Regions from separate parts of the Gossypium hirsutum genome. Here region 1 is linked to region 2. A link is a contact called in public Hi-C data. All regions are on one chromosome and are shown on one strand. The core of a region is the stretch at or near the end of the contact, and the rest is flanking DNA. Distances in the headings are between cores, read along the strand shown. Region 1 holds the start of LOC107957431 (calcium uniporter protein 2, mitochondrial). Region 2 holds the start of LOC107913098 (G-box-binding factor 1).

Region 1 (2,760 bases), core at 46-2,545, 340 kb after region 2:
GGGATTAAATTCTTTTTTATTTTATGTTATCTTTTAAAATAAGTGTTGAATTCAAAAACTTGGCCAATCTAGAATCAAATTTGGTTATGCCAATAATCTATTATCTAATCTAAACCCCAACATTTGAACAACAACAAAAAGGAAAATCTAAGCACCACATCACCTTCCTATATCCTTAAATAAATAACATATATTCATCATTTGATGGATAATGAAAATAATTTGGTCATAGTCTCAATAGTTACCTGCATTTTACCTTTTCACGTTCATTACTATTTTAGTTTCAAATAATATTATTTTGTACATCTAAATTATTATCGTTAGCATTAATCGTTATTAAAAGGACTAAGTTAATATGGAATCCACAATCAAACCAAAAGAATATGGTCGGATTACAAATGCTTGGGAGGATTTGAGTTAGAATTAGTCGTGAGCTATAATTATGTTAAAATGTTCAATAATTAAGGGATTAAAAAGTGAAATAAAAACGATTATTTCAAATTAGTTTTAACCATGAAATCTTATTAATTAACTCGTGAAATGGTTTGACTGTGATACTGTGTTTTTTTTTTTATCTTACGGTCACCAGGTGGCAATCGTTAAATCAACTCCTTGACGAAAATTTTGTCACCCAAAGAAAAATAAAAATAAAATGTTGAGGATTTATCGTGAACGCAAACAACTTTAAAGATTTTGTTTATTACATAAATACCAAAATATATGTGGCGACACGTTTGTGTGAACGTTTATAGTCATCCACCCAACACCAAAAAGGAAACTTGATTTGCTTTCCACTTCTGTCTTCGCTGCCGTCAAACACACAGAAATTTTCCCATGTAATCCAAACCCTTCTATTTACTCTCACCTTCTAGATTTCTTCCGCTAATAATGCTACACGTGTTCAACAAATCAGTATTTATGAATTACAAAATGAAAGTCAACATCAGGAAAGGCGCGAATGATAAATTTTCATATGATCTGACGGTTCAAAAGGTCATTTGTAGTTCAAGCTCAACCCTCCACGTGTAGTGTGATTAGCTCATGCTCTTCGATATTTCCTCTCGTGAAATCGGTTCTCCAATTTCTCGTTCCGATAAATTGAAAAGAATCGCCCCTAACGAGATGATTCTATAAGCATGTTTCGAAAATGTAAGGCAGGGAGTAATCTAAAGTGCGAAGTATGTTTTCAAATCTCTCAAATTCTCGCGTTATTTTCATTTTTTTTTTGTAAATTTCTATTTTTCTGTTTATCTTCCCTCCATTGTTGGACCCTATAAAACGGGCCAAAACCTTCATTGATTGTGCCAACACCAAGCGAGCAAAGCTTTCAAATCTTCTAAACTCTATCCCCCCCCACCCCAGAAAAAAGAAAAAAAAAACAACTTTTTGATAATTAGTTAGCTTCTTTAATTTCTAGCAATGGCGTTTAGGAAAACCTTGGCAGAGAAACTTTTTAATATTTCGAAAATTTCTTCGCAAGCTGTTACTAACTGCCGGATTTCCTCACCGACGGTTCAGAAGCGGATCGCAAGAAAAACGGGGAAAGCAGCAACCGGTATGACGGTGGATCCAGGAGATGCTAAGAGTAACGGCAATGGCATGTTCAGGCGGTTTCTTCATAAAGGATCTATGGCTTCACCGCCGATGAGGAAGTTACCGATGGGGGAGAATTTAATGGAGAGATTAAGGGAAATCGATGTGTCCAGGGATCGCATCCGGTTAGACGGGTTGAGCTCGCACTTGGAGGCGAAATCGGCGGTTTCGGAGCTGCCTGCACTGTCGGTTCAGGAAGCGAAGAAGTTGTTAAAGGTGGCGCAGTTGGAGGTGGTGAAAACGAAGCTGAGAGAGACAGGGAAAATCTGGATTTCTTATTCCGACTTTCTTCGGATTTGCGGAGAAAGTTGTTCGGGTCATGAACAAGGATTGCAGTTCGCGAAATTGCTAGATGAATCAGGAACCGTCATCGTTTTAGGAAACATCGTCGTTTTACGATCGGAACAGGTAGATAAATTTTTTTTCTCTATTTATTATCTCTTGAAAATTTATATTGAAAGCAGATAAGATCTTATTTATGTTTTGGCTTACAGACGATAGCATATATGTATACATTAAAATTACATGCTTAACGTGATGGTGATGAAAAGTAGGTCCCGAATTCAGGAATTCACTTATTAGCATTAGAAGCTACCGAAAACTGAATTTCTGGGTTTCTTTTTCTGCTAATTTCAACAGGAATTTTTTTTTTACGACAGGTCTCTAGAAACGTCTCACATTTGAGATGGTTTCTGAGAATTGAACTGGAGGACCCAAATTTTTTATAAATAAATCCCTTGGATGTTTCTACAGTGTGACCACAAATATCACAACTTTTTTTCACAGTTCATCTCCTAGGCTTTTATAAATAAAGCCCTTGGATGTTTCTACATTTTGTTTTGCATGCATATTCTCCAACTTTTGAGTCTGTGGAGGGTGAGGGGTGATGATGGGAGTTATGTTTTAATTGGCAACGAATTGGGGAAGATGTGTTTGGATGTTTAGATTTGAGGAGATGTACGAAACTATTGAGCCGAAAGGTGGCGTTGCCGAACAAGGAAAATGGTTGGTGGAGGAATAGGGGCTGGAATGGCCTCATATGATAAGGATGGGCTTCAACTTGACCTGACATAAGCATTAGTCACTTTTTATTGTTTACTTGCTTTCATCATCCTTCATAGTCATAATTATTGGTAAGAATGAGTCAATTTTTGTTTCTTTCAAGTT
Region 2 (2,790 bases), core at 119-2,618:
AATGCTCCGCAACATTGTAAACAACACTCACATGATCCAACAAAAGACAAAACTTACCCTAAAATATTGAAAACAACTTACAAACAGTTTCAGAATAACTTAAAAACCATTTAAAGAAAGCTAAAATCTAGAAATAAACTTGTTACTTTTTAAAGATCTTCTGTTATCTTGGTCACATCACTAGCAGCGAATAAATACAAAATGATACAAATTAGGTTGTTAATTTACTCTTCCATATAAACTAACTTAAAGACAAATCACACATTCTTGTCCTAACAAGTGAAGCACTCAGAGGAAAGCATCTTGTTTGTAGCTAATTTAGCCATATGCAAAATAGAGGTAGAGTATCAATCGTTTCCATAAAGGGACAACCTTGAAATATAAAGTAATCCTTTAATTCTAAGAATTTGTTAATTAACTCCAATTTGTTCCCTACAAAAAGAATAATCCGACTTTTTCAACAATTCCTATATTAAACAAAAAATTAGTAGGAAAAAGAAAAAGAAAAATCAGTAGAAATTGGCGGTATCTGTTTTAAATAGACCACAGCTAAGCTAATCAACAATTAGCCCTCTTAATTCTTCATGCAGATTGTAGTAAAAACCTAACGTTGACCAGCAATTGTCGTATTACAGCTGGAATCCATACACCTTCTCCACATGTTAGAAAAAAAAAGAAAGAAAGAAGAAAAGAACATACATTATCAGTGAATGGATTCTTAGTTCCTTACTGATGAATATGCTAAAGAACTGGGTTTTTTTTTTTTTCCAAAATAGTAAAAGCTAATTTTAATATTCAAGCTAAAACCACACGATTTCCCATAGGCATAACACAGCCAAAACTTAAAAGAAACAATATAAAGATAAAAGTTGAGAGAAGAACGTGTAAGTAATACTAATCCAACTGATAAATCAAAGTTCAAAAAAAAATGAGATAAGAGAAAAAGAAAGAAATCCTGAAACAAATTTATTAATGGCATAAAAGAACAGAAATAGAAGGAAAGAAATTTAGCTTCTAAACGCTTTTAAAATTACATATAAAAAACACAATATTAAAAAGAACAAATTTGAAGAAGAAGAAGAAGAAGAAAGAAGAAGAAAGAAAGACCAGACCTGCTTTCATGGCGTTGAAAAGGGAAGTAAGGAGGAAGTCCAAGTGGAAACACTTTAAATAAATAAATAAAAAGGGGAAATTACCAAGAGAAAGACATTTATTTATATAAACAATCTTTTCTTTTTTTATTTGCTTCTTATATTTCCTTATCCGACGGCTGCAAATAAAGAATAAAAGAATCGTACGAGAAATTGAAGTACAATGTTCTTTGTTTAGTTTGGAAGGAAAGAAAAAGAAAGAGAAGAGAAAGGGGGGTGTCAAGTTTTATAGCGAAACTACATCGTTTAGGTTTGAGCTTTTTTCTTTTTGCCCTTAAGGTTATTATCCGTATGGGCTTGTGTGGCTTCCACGTCACTGAAACATTATCCATTTATAATGCACCGCCTTTGACTTCATTCTTATTGGCTTTCAGGAATTTAGCCGTACTTGATGGGACATGGTTCCTGCTGGTTTCACCATTTAGCAGATGGAAATTGGTCCCTCTCTCAGCCGGAGTAAGCCCAACCACGCTTCCCATTCACGAAATTAGTACATCTCTTGAAACAAAAGACAAAACTTTGATAAAAGCTTTATGTATATTTAATTATATCTTTGACTGTTTCTGAGGTATATATAAAAAGCATTGATGTCCAATTGACAGTTCTGTGAAGTTTATGTTTACTGAAAGAAGGCATAAGCCATTCATGTACATTTTGTACCCAAAACATGATCAGCCATCATCCTGCCTGATCAATTCGATAAGCAATCATCGAAGCAGATGAAGAATGAGGTATAAGACTTCGATTTCTTCCCCTTGTCGTTACACTTGTTTGTAACATGCCCGGGATTGACCGACTCTTCCTCTGCATGGCTTCCGGAACGATCAATTTCCATTTGCTTAGGAGGTGTAGTCTCTGGTGGGCTACAGTTGCGGAGGAAGTTGGTAAGAGAGGCAGTGATTTCCTTAAATTCTGGTCGAATCTTCGGGTCCTCTGCCCAACAGGACTGCAGGAGAGACACAATCTCTGTTGGAAGACCTTCCACAGAAGGCCTTTCGTTCTGAAGATTGCAAAAGAGATATAGTTAGAAATTGTTAAAAAGTATTGACATGACAAATGAAAGTTCAGCTTGCCTTTGCCGCTGCATATGCCGCTGTTACATTATCCCTTCCCTTGAATGGAGCTTTATTCGTCAGTATCTCCCAAAGAACAATTGAGAAACTGTACACATCGACTTTGTGGTCATAGTGTTTCTTTGCTCCGATTGGGAGTGGATCTCTGCTGTATATCTAATTTGGATAAAAGAAACAAGTTAGACATTACCAGAACTAGGAAGATAAGCCACTACTAGATTAATTTAGAACCATTATAAGAAAAGCACCTCAGGAGCCATCCACCGGTAAGTACCGGCCTCACAAGTCATTCCACCCAATACTTCCTCTCTAGCTAGTCCAAAGTCAGCCAGCTTGATGCACGTTCTATCCTCGGCGAGAAGTAAATTGCCTGTCATGAGATTAAAGGATATATAAGAAACAGACTGTCTTCTGGCATAATATTTTCACTCAATTTTGAGGTGTTCGTCTATTGATGAGGTCAATCACAATAAAAAAGTACTGCAATGTCTAAATTCTTAGTATCAGCTTCTAAAGTCCTTAGGCATGTTAATGCATATCAGCGAAAACTTTCCGTTCCAGCACAA

The links. A called contact is a pair of places that touch in the nucleus more often than the background predicts.
Region 1: a Hi-C map of leaf shows a contact between it and region 2, with 2.1 times the contacts expected there. The contact joins the promoter of LOC107957431 here to the promoter of LOC107913098 in region 2. A contact is called at or near these places in 3 of 34 Hi-C or Micro-C datasets (leaf and seedling).

Annotation. Positions count from the first base shown.
Region 1 is chrD11:23,071,582-23,074,341 of Gossypium_hirsutum_v2.1, forward strand. It overlaps LOC107957431 (calcium uniporter protein 2, mitochondrial), which reads left to right and starts at 1,296. Exons shown (of 2, transcript XM_016892949.2): 1 at 1,296-2,001. The coding sequence starts at 1,420.
Region 2 is chrD11:22,732,041-22,734,830 of Gossypium_hirsutum_v2.1, forward strand. LOC107913098 (G-box-binding factor 1) reads right to left here and starts at 1,369. Exons shown (of 12, transcript XM_016841548.2): 1 at 1,113-1,369. LOC107913099 (serine/threonine/tyrosine-protein kinase HT1) reads right to left here. Exons shown (of 6, transcript XM_016841551.2): 4 at 2,473-2,594; 5 at 2,225-2,380; 6 at 1,670-2,151. The coding sequence ends at 1,843.